3 separate regions of the Sus scrofa genome follow, and regions 2 and 3 are each linked to region 1. The links are chromatin contacts, called in public HiChIP or PLAC-seq maps. All regions are on one chromosome and are shown on one strand. The core of a region is the stretch at or near the end of the contact, and the rest is flanking DNA. Distances in the headings are between cores, read along the strand shown.

Region 1 (3,492 bases), core at 506-3,005:
GTAACTAAATCCAGATGAGCATAGAGCTCACATCACTGTAAAAAGAAATTGTTTCCTCATGCTTGCCGCTCCCATTCAGGGACTAGAAACTGCAAACTGAAAATTATCCTTGTGCAACTAGGAAATTGTGGACAGAAATGCAAAATAGTTTTATTTGTATATAAGCCCAGCCATAGAAACCATACAAAACCTTGCTCTGCAAAAGTCCACCAGCCTTTGTAAATCAGGCTTTTTACACCATGACAGATTAACAACCAGGGCAAAAAATTCATGCACGTGGAGTTGGAAATGGAATCCTCCACATGTCCTTCTTGATTCATGTCCACACTGAGGTACAATAATGTTGAGTAGTATTTTGTGGGTTATAAGAAAATAAATAAATAAAAATGAAAGTACCACCCAAAGAAAAGAAGTCTGAATAATTCAGGGAGATTTTTGAGGCATGGCCAACAGGAAAATTCACTGTAGAGAATGACTAAACTTTCAGGAAAGCACACTTCTTTGTGTGTTTTTATTTATTTATTTATTTATTTATTTATTTATTTTTAGGACTGCCTGCTCTAAACTATATTTGAATCCGTTTGATTTGCATTTGTCAAAAGTAACTTACAGTGCCAGAGAAACACCTCAGTTACATTTTCTTTAGATTTTATTTTTAGCTTTGTGTTTTATTTTGTGTTTAAGATAGGCTAGCCCCTTGGGACTAGCACAATTTTCCTGTTTATGGTAGTTTGAAAAATAGGAGAAAGTGTCTTGCTTTTTGTTACCAAAGATTCATGACTGTAGTTATAATTTTTCTAAAAACAGTTAATAACAGCCTACCAACAAGAAGAGTAAATCCTGTACCTGGCTCCCTAAAAGGATTAAATCAGCCTCCCCACCATAACATAGTGGGATAATGGGCAATATTCTCTGCAGAGATAGTTATTTACTCTATAACTTATTTTTGAAGAATATAGAAAAAAAATTTGCTGCATCCACAAGTGGATTTCCAGTCCAAGAGAGATTTGGGGCTGCCCATTTTAGGGACACTGAACCCTTTCAGCTGCCCAAATCTGACCAGACATTACACAGGGGATACTTGCAACCCTCTCTCTCTGATCTCCAGGGTCTGAATGCAGTAAGTGGCCTCCCAAACAAGAGAGAAAAGTTAGTATCAGCGTCTGAGTTCCAACTCCTCCACAAAAACCTGTGGCCCTCAAATGCCACCAAATCCTGAATGCCTACGTCACAACTCAGCAAGTCAGGCCTTGTCCTCTCCAGTTTGAGAAGGATTAAAGGTGCCCAGATAAAACTACGGAATGGAAAGGGTTAATCAGAATCCTCCTCTTCCTCCTCCTCCCTCCGCCCTCCTCCCCCGCCCCCCCGCAGAGCCAGAGTATCTCAGCAGGGAAGCGACTGGAAACCACAAACACCCAAGCTGGGTAGCAGCAACTCTGAACCTGCAGACTTGGCTCAGGGAAAGGAGTCGGTTTAGACGAAATGGTTTTATCAAGGTATCTGAACAGACTCATCAGAGACAGAAAAGGTGGTGCGCCCCTGCCCTCATATCGCAGGAATTTCTTTTATGTTGCAGTCGAAGCCTCCAAATACATTTTATGACCCTAATGCCCTTTATTCCGATAGCCCCCGAGAGGTGTTTGTAGAACTGTCCAGCAGGAGTTCACAACGCAGAGGGAGTGTAGACAGCCCCCGCCCCCCTCCCGCCGTTAAGTGCCCAGCCACGGCGTCCAAGTAATCTTTGCTGAGGGGTGGGCCCGCAAAGAAACAACCTTCGCCCCGGTCCGTGCATCCTCCAACCCAGCGGTGGGCAAGAGGCTGCAGGACAAATTCGCTGACCCTGGCCCGGGCTCCCAGCCCCCTTCCCCTAACACCAACATCCCCCACGCCCTCCTCGGTCCCTTCCCCGCTTCCCATCCGGGGGCTGTCCCTTATCTTCCCCAGAAACCTACCGGCGCTCTGAGCGCCCACCAGCAAATTCCTAACAGCCCCAGCCTTCCAGGAAAGCAAAAGCAAAAAAAAAAAAAAAAAAAAAAGACCATGACATCACGGGCAGGTTTATTTGGGTTTGTTTGTTTGCTTGTTGGCTCGATTAAATACTCGTGGAAGGTGAACGTACCCCACACAGGAGAAGTTTGATGTTGACAAACTTCTGGTGGCAGCGAGACTGTGTCAGCACAACTTCCGGGATAATGAGAGCTGCTTTGCAGGGAGCGCGGCAGCGGCGGCGGGAGGCGGCCACAGGACGGAACAGCAAATGCTATTCAGCCCGAGCAGTTTCAAGCCGCCCGAGCTGGGGAATTACTGTAGTCGAGCTACGGCTCTTACCACCGGCGCTGGATCTGGGCGCGCGTTAGGGGGGGAAGCTGCAGGCACAGGGCGCCGAGAGGGGAGCTTTCAAGTTACTTTGCTCCATCTCTGCACCCGGCAGAGGCAGGCAGGCTGCGTGGTAACTGCCAACATCTTGTTCCCAGCTCCTTTGGGCGGTCGCCCTGGAACCAACCAACTTTTCTCTCCCCCAAAACTCCCTCTTTGTTTCAAATAGGACTCTCCAAAATTTATTCTTGGGAAGACTGACAGCCGGGGTCAAGAAACAGCTGTTGAAGTTAATGTTTCTTCCTCCCACTTCGTCTGATGGTTGTGCCCTGCCAAGACAAAGTGAGAGGCACTGCCTAGTGGCTTCTTTAAACAGACAAGCATTTAGCCAAAAAAAAAAAAAAAAGTGGGGGAAAGAGGGGGGGATATTTTCCTGCTTAACATACAATCTGATCAGAAATGCAACAGCATGTGCCTTTCAACTTGTGCTGATTACTCGCTGAAAAGATGCTGCATCTTTTAGTTTTGAACACTTTGAGCATTGGGGGCAGGGATGGCAGGAGAGGTGGTTGACACTTTTCAAATTTTAGTAAAGGGGCAAAAATTTTAAACCTTCCTCTGACCCACCTGTCCCCCTCTAAGAATGGTAGAATGGCCTTGGGGAGTGGGAAAAAAAGAGTTGCATTCCTTTGCAAGGTTTGATTCACATTTCAAATTCCATGTCATTATGCAGAATAAGGGCTTTCCTAGACCTAGGCAAATTGTTTTTATTTGGAGACCTAGGCCAACCGGAACCTTGCTGCCAGCTCCTGGTAGCTCTGGGTGGTTTTCTCCAGATTAAGCCTGTCTCCTCTCCAGTTCCCCAAACCAACTCCTTTGCCCTGAGGGCATACTCAGGGGAAAGCTACCTTGTTTTTTCTGCTTTCTTGGGGTGCAGGTTGGTTTTAGCACAGCCCTTCCTCTGCTGACTGTGCTTTTTAGGGTGCCCTGTTGTCTGCCTGAGTCTCCATCCCCTGACTGAGCCCTCTGCCAGTGGCCAGTCTCTGCAGTGGGAGTGGGCAGTTGGGAACTCTGTTCCTTCCTTCCACATCAGAGAGCTTAAGCACTCTTCCACCTGACCTCTTCTCCTTTGGGAACGCTCTGCTCACTTGGCCTCTTTCAGGCACAGTCATATGA
Region 2 (3,492 bases), core at 339-2,838, 89 kb after region 1:
AGTTTATTTTTCTTACATCTTACATCAATCAGTCCTCTAATGTTTTTGCCATCTTCTTTTGCTATCATATTCTGTGTATACTTCATTTAATCCTGTTTGTGTTACTCTTACCTATCTTTTTACATTTTACTTAATTTTTTTAATTTCCCTTAACCCTAGCAGGCCTTTTCTCTTCATTTCTCTGTTTTTGATTTATGTTTGGTTGCCAGAACCTTTTGTGATTTTCTGTCTCATTTTTACTAACTGCCCTTCCTTAACCTTCTGTTGATGTTTTATTCCTATCACTTGCTGTCAATACCCACACAAGCCCATTTCTTTCCATTCCATCTATCTCTGTATCTCCATATACATTTTTATGATCCTACTATAAAAGCTTTAAGGTGAATGTGAGGAATAGAAGGGTGCCTTTCCTCATTTGAATCCTATTTCCTCTCTCCTCCCATAGCTGTTCCATGTCTATTCGTCTTTTCCTGATGTTTTCCCCCATCTGACCCTCACCTGCACCCCCCCTTCCCCTGTCACTCCCCATTTGATGCCCATCTCTTCTTTTTAACCCCATTTGCACTCTCTCTGATTTTACATCCAAGGATCTCCACAAGATAAAGGATGGAGTTCTGTTGGGAAACAGGTTATGTGTGTTTTATAAACTTTTGTGCATTTACTAAAATGGGATTATGAGCTTGGATCCAGAAATATTCGGGCAGCCTTTTAGCTCTAGCAAAGCTTTGCACACCTTGAAGAACGGCTGGGGCCTATTCTCATAGACAAGGACAGGGAGGTCCTTAAAGGCTTCTAAGACCCTTTCCATTCCAAAGGTCAGGGTAAGTTGACATCAGTGACCAAGGCTGGAAAAGCAGGCACACCTGGGGCCCTTCTCTGCAGCACATCTGGCAGGGAAGCTGGTGAATGGTGCGCCGCGGGGCTCAGGTCTTAGGGGGACAGGATGGGGGCCACCGAGGCCCCATGAATCACAGGGCCATCTTTGGGAGGCAAGCTCATCTCTAAAGAGAGGAGGCAGGCCCGAGGCAGAGTGCTCCCCTGGGATGCAGGGCGCGGCTCAAGGGGCCAGGCGACGCCACCCCAGCGGCGCCAAGGGCCGGAGGCGCAGTCCCTCCCTGGCTCAGCCAGAAGGTCGAGCGCGTGTCTCCCTCGCCAGCCAGCCCTCTGGGAGCAGGGCGGGGGCGACACCCGGGGAGTGGGGCCGAGAGCGGCAGCGATCACCCCTGGGTTCCGGCGCGGGGGTCACAGACAGGAGAGGAGTGAGAGAAAGGGGCTGGTTGGGGGTCCCCGGGGCGGTTGGGTCGTAGGTCTGCCTGTGTGCTCAGCGGGCGCCCAGAAGTCTGGGGCCGCCACGGCTCCAGCTCCGCCGGCTAGTGCCGGAGACTCCAGGCCGCACTTTCCCCTCCTCCCGGCGCCTTCTCTCCAGTGAGGAGCCGAGCGCGGGCGGCGCGGGGGGAGGGGCGGCGACGGAGAGAACAGCCAGTTGTTTAAAATCCTTCTAGAGCAGTTTCTAATTCCCCCCTTGCGCCGGGGTTCGGAGGGGGGAGGGGGGAGAAGAGCGGGTGGAGGGAGGAGAGCGGAGAGGGAAGGAGGGAGGGAACCCGGGAGGGAGGGAAGGAGGGAGGAGACTGCCGCTTAGGCTGTGGCAGCCACCGCGCGCTTCGGCAGGCCGAAGGGAGGGGGAGGCCTGTCAGTCTCGCGCGTTGCCTGGGCGAAGGGGGCGGAGCCTTGGCGTGGGGCGGCCAATAGTGGGGGTGGCTGCGTGGGTCGCCATGGGGACGGGGCTGTTCCCGGGGAGGCTGTGATGGGTTGACAGGTGCGTGACAGTGGGAGCTGCTCTCGGCACAAGCATGTACGGCAAAGGCAAGAGTAACAGCAGCGCCGTCCCGTCCGACAGCCAGGCCCGGGAGAAGTAAGTGTCTCCGCTTCTCACCCACCTCCGCCTTCACACGCGCGCACACACACGCACTCGTACACTCTCTCTGAGGCACGCAGACACACAGACACTCTCCGCCCGGGGAGAACCGGGGGTGGGCTGGCAGGGGGAGGGGTACGCGAGGTGGGGGCATGCGATGAGGGGAGAGGCTGTTTCCCAGGAGGTGCTCTCGTGGGGCGGGCGGCCGTAGGGGGCTGCTGTCGGGAGGGAGCGAGTGTATTGGGGGGCGGCGGCGCTGCTGGTGGCGAGGATGGAAACTTGTTTGGGTGATTGAGGGAAATAACCCGTGGGTTCACCTCCTCATAAAGTAACTTTAAAACTAGGGTCTGGGGCTGCGGGGACGGAGAGCCACTGGGGGTCGCGGGGCCGGCGGGAGGGGGCAGGTGCGTGGAGAAGGGCGCGCGAATGGAATGTGTGTTTGGAGGGGCCGGCGGGGGTCGGGGCGGGCACCGCGAGGGGCGCCGCGGCGGGGGCTCGGGCGCCGGGGCTCGGGCCCGGGTGCGCCGGCCGAAGACAGGGCGGAGGTACCGGGCGCGCGGCGGGCGGAAGCCGGGCGCGGAGCGGCCGAGCGGGGCCCCGCGGGGCGCGGAGACGCGCGCGGGGCGAGGAGGGCGTGTGCGGGCGTGGGCCGGGTGGGCGTCGGGATTTTCCCCGGCCCGCGGAGCAACGCGGCAGTCGCAGCCACCGGCGCCTCACCGAGCTGGGGCATGGGGCGCCGGTGGTGCAGCTGAAGTTTGGGAGTCTGAGAAGAACCGAGTTCCCGGGGAGGAAAAGTGTGCTGGCGAGAAGCGGGATCTGCTGGGGCTGGGTGGCGTTTTTGCCGCTCGCAGGCGACCCAGCTCCGCGGCGGCTGCGGCTGGAGAACTTTTTTTGGAGACTTGCAGCCTCCCAAAGGTCTGGGGGCCGTGGCGGCCCGGGCGGGGGTCGCAGGGCGCGCGGAGGGGTAGCGGTGGGAACCGCGGCGTCCAGCAGGAGGAGGGCTGTCTGCGGTGGGGAGGGGGCAGTGGTACGAATGGGATCTCGCGGGTAGGGGAGAAGCGTGGAGGCAGGGAGGAGTTGTTTGTGGGGTGGTGGGGAGATACAGGTGTTATCTTCGGTGGGAGCCCGGAGGAGGCTGGCAAGAAAAGAGCCCCTCCCGGCCTGGGATGCCACCGTCACGGCACGCTGCAAGGCTGGGCTGTTGCTGCTATTCTTATATACTTGTAACGGTGATTTGGTTGTTACTAAAAATGAGAGCGAGTAGTGACTGTGACCACTGAGGAAGAACCCCTCTTTGCTGTGCAGCAGATCTAACAGTGATTCCCAGTAACAGCCTCTACTCTGAGGTGAGGCGTATCCCTCCCTGTCAATGGACGCGCACTGCCTTTCCGAGGGGTTCAGACTGGGGAAAAGTCTGAGAGCATCTCTCAAAAGCTACTTTGGTTATCTTGCGCACGGAAATAGCCGCATAAATAAAAACCGACTACCGAGCTTCCCTCCTTGCTTTAGGCATTTAGTAGTCTTCTCCTGAAAGTTTTTTTGTGCCCAAGGGATGGGAGCATTTCCTAATCTTCGTG
Region 3 (3,492 bases), core at 495-2,994, 85 kb before region 1:
AAGTATTTTAGGTTCTTGAACTCAGAAGAGATGATTAAAAACTTTTTCTCCAAAAACTATTACATGACAGTGAGAGGAAATAACCCTAACTTCAAAGCTAAATTCAGGATTCTGAGTGCTGTAAACCTATAGATCAAGCATTTTAAGGCCTGGGATTCCAGGTACATCAAAGGAGCCTCTGGTTCTGCAATTTCAGCAGTCTCTCCCTAATCTAGATGCTTGTAGGTAGTGTTTATTCTCCATTTCCCTACTTTCCAATTTTTTTATACCCAGTCCACACCACAGCCACAACTCAGGATCCTAACCCACTGAGTGAGGCCAGGGATAGAACCGCATCCTCATGGGTACTAGTCGGGTTGGTTTCTGCTAAGCCACAAAGAGAACTCAGGCTTCAAACATAAATAATCAAACTGAGCCCAGGCTTAAGAAAACTACTTATAAACTTTACCCTATTTGTTTTTCCTAAGGCGTTGCTTATCTTTCTCAGAAACTTGAAAGCATTATCTTCTAACATTCTATACCCAGTGAATCCAGTTTAAAACTAGGGAAAATTGTTTCTACTAGTTTCAATTAAATTACCAACAATTTTCAAACCTTGTAATAGCAAGACTCTAATTTGCATTTCTCAGTACTCAACATTTATTTTTTTGGCCAAGTTTTCACTTTGTAAAAGTCTCTTCCTGTCCACATTTGACCCTTCAAAAGCAAGAAGGAAGGTTTCTATGTGGGATCCTAATAACGTAACTGAGTACTACAAAGGGCCTGCCTATGTTTTCCAATTCTGAAAAGTATAAACTGAGGTTTTGCCACTAAAGACTGGAGGTCATTGGCAAGTACAGTTTTTGAAAAGCTATAAACATGATTCATACAAAGTGAGCCTGTGGCAAGAATTTACTGAACTCATAATGAAGGAGCAAGATGAATGGTAAAAATTATAAAAATCTTGGAAATAGAGTAATAAAACTACAACCTTCAGTAGTATTTTTTTTTTCTCCCAGTCAGAAATTGCATCTCCATTAGACAGAAAAATGTAACTGCAAAGCCTGGGCCCTACTCAATACTGTCAGGCAAAAGTATAGTCTTCTAATAATTACTTGATTCAGGCAAGCCTGTTAGACAAGGCTCTATTTTGACTTTGAAACAACATGTAGCTATCCTTTTGCATTTTCAGAGATGAGATGTTTATAATTTTCACAATGGTGAAAACTTTTCATCACAAAAGTTTGTTTTCATAAATAAGTTAACTGCCCCCCTTTCCCCCTCTTTCATGATTTCTGATACTATGAGTAGATAGGTTATTTGGAATTAAAAACTCCTGCTACTTAATAAACCTAAAACTTCAAATTAAGTGGGACTTGACCATTGGAATCGCCAGAAACTTAATACACTTTCAAGGTTTCGAGGCAAAAACTCTCTATCCCGGTACAGGATTCAAACACAGTACTGTAACTACCTAAGTCAGGGTAAGGTGACCATAGCTGCCCAGGAGCGCTGTCACACCAGCACTAGCGGCTCGCCCCCACGCCGCAACTCCAGCGCGACCCGGCCTTCATTTCACTGACCGAAGCCCCGCTTCCTCGGTCTTTTGTTCAGAGTTGGATTGTTTCCCGCCCACCCGTACCCGTCTTTCCTCTCTATCCTAGGAATGGGGTTAGGACCGTGAGGGAAACAGAGCCGGGAACAGGCGAGCAGCAAAAGCCTGTGGAAATACTCACCCCGCTCCACTCGGCCCCTGACCCCGGTCGCCCAGCCCAGCGGGGGCGGAGCGACGGGGCTGGGGGAGGGGAACCGGGGAGAAGGACCTGACGCTGTGCGAGGTACGGCCCAGTCAGCGGTCCCAGAAAAAAGAGTAATGGGCCTGGGGGGGTCAAAAGGACGGAGGTAGAAGAGCAGAGCCAGCAGCTGGGACGCCCACCACTAACAGGTCCTACACGTCCCTTAGCCGCCATCACCGAAGGCGACCCACTCAGAGCATGCGCAATGCACATCCCGCGCACCCTGAAACACAGCTCGCGCGGGCGGCTGACGTCGTGAGCTGCGTGCATTGGGCAGGGGCCAGGGGGCGTGACCTCCCTGAAGTATGCGACGGCCTCCCCCGAGGCCCCGCCCAGCAGTTTGCGGACCCAAGGGCCAGGCGGCGACTGTTTCCTCGGCACAGCACAAAGACGGCTCGTGAAGAGAGGTGCGGGCAGGTAGCTGAAGTCTGGGGGAGGGCGGTGCTGGCGGCTTCAAGAGCCTCTGCACACGCCCCTCCAACGAACAGCCAAATGTCTGGAAAATAAAAGGATGACCAGTGGAGAAAGGTAGGGCAAAAACAACGGAACTGAACAATTCCGTGCCCCTAGAATCTTCCTGAGAGGTTGGAGAACCGTGCCGGCTCTCACAACGCACACTGCAAAACTACTGTAAACACATTAAGCACAAGCACGACCCCTTTTAAAACTTAAGGACCGAGATGGAAGTTAGGGATTCGTAAATTGACAGTAGTACTGTCTGTGGCACAAACTCAGGGCAAGGGGAGGGAAATCTAGCAGCAGAATTAATTGGAGAGAAAGGTAAGGTAAAGGAAAGACAAGAAAAGCGTAGGAATAACAAGGGTAATCCAACTGAAATACTGAAAATGCAACGGCAGACATCTGAGGGAAAATAAGCATCTGCTCCTTTTAACACAACGGAATTAAATTTGTGTGAAAAGAAAGGAGTAAACACAGGCAAAGAAGTGAAAGGAAAACCTGCTTCAAACATACAGGGCATAGTTTTGATCTTGCACGACGGTTGTGTAAGATATCACCGTTGAAGAAAGGTGATTGGGTACACAGGACTCTGTACTATTTTTGCAATTTCCTGTTTGCCTATCATTACTGCGAAATAAAAAGGTCTTAAAAAGTGAAAGAACACTGATCAGTGGTGACCACGGCAAGGGAATGACTAACAAGGGGCTAAAGGGAATTTGGGAAGATGATGGAACTGTTCTGTATCTTTGTTTGCCAAATCTTGTAAAAAGAATAGATTTTACTGCAGGTGAAATAGTTTAAAACTCAATTTAAAAAAGGATACTGCTAACTGGGAGTTCCCGTCGTGGCTCAGTGGTTAATGAATCTGACTAGGAACCATGAGGTTGCAGGTTCGATCCCTGGCCTTGCTCAGTGGGTTAAGGATCCGGTGTTGCTGTGAGCTGTGGTGTAGATTGCGGACGTGGCTCAGATCCCGCGTTGCTGTGGCTCTGGTGTAGGCCGGTAGCTACAGCTCCAATTCGACCCCTAGCCTGGGAACCTCCATATGCCGTGGGAGCGGCCCAAGAAATGGTAAAAAAGACAATAAATAAATAAATAAAAGAAGATACTGCTAATAAAGATGAATGTCCTAATATGTTTGCACAACTATGGGTATAAATTAATCAGAAAGCTGCCAATTAAAATTACTCACTTTTTTGAAAAGCACAGGGAGTGTTATCTTAAAAACGTAAAGCTTTAATACAAAGATAGAATGCAT

The links. HiChIP or PLAC-seq counts read pairs in DNA pulled down with a chosen protein or histone mark.
Region 2: an H3K27ac HiChIP or PLAC-seq map of skeletal muscle shows a contact between it and region 1. The contact joins the promoter of SSBP2 here to the enhancer-like site in region 1. A contact is called at or near these places in 2 of 5 promoter capture datasets (fetal liver and liver), 23 of 47 Hi-C or Micro-C datasets (alveolar macrophages, brain, embryonic fibroblasts and 15 more) and 2 of 2 datasets of contacts at active chromatin or transcription factors (alveolar macrophages and skeletal muscle).
Region 3: an H3K27ac HiChIP or PLAC-seq map of skeletal muscle shows a contact between it and region 1. The contact joins the promoter of ATG10 here to the enhancer-like site in region 1. A contact is called at or near these places in 2 of 5 promoter capture datasets (fetal liver and liver), 9 of 47 Hi-C or Micro-C datasets (alveolar macrophages, embryonic fibroblasts, liver and 3 more) and 2 of 2 datasets of contacts at active chromatin or transcription factors (alveolar macrophages and skeletal muscle).

The regions. Positions count from the first base shown.
Region 1 is chr2:90,350,099-90,353,590 of Sscrofa11.1, reverse strand. It overlaps LOC110259415 (a long non-coding RNA gene), which reads right to left. Exons shown (of 3, transcript XR_002341792.1): 3 at 2,038-2,645. Among named protein-coding and RNA genes, the nearest start is that of ATG10, 85 kb to the left of the region's middle. Within about 2 kb of position 1,755, at least 71 of the 83 cell types and tissues checked have an H3K27ac peak or open chromatin away from gene starts, as enhancers often do. A contact at or near this core is called in alveolar macrophages, brain, embryonic fibroblasts and 10 more, where this site is marked.
Region 2 is chr2:90,261,386-90,264,877 of Sscrofa11.1, reverse strand. SSBP2 (single-stranded DNA-binding protein 2) reads left to right here and starts at 1,588. Exons shown (of 16, transcript XM_021084508.1): 1 at 1,588-1,912. The coding sequence starts at 1,851.
Region 3 is chr2:90,435,279-90,438,770 of Sscrofa11.1, reverse strand. It overlaps ATG10 (autophagy related 10), which reads right to left and starts at 1,744. Exons shown (of 5, transcript NM_001190281.1): 1 at 1,716-1,744. LOC110259416 (a long non-coding RNA gene) reads left to right here and starts at 2,057. Exons shown (of 4, transcript XR_002341795.1): 1 at 2,057-2,303.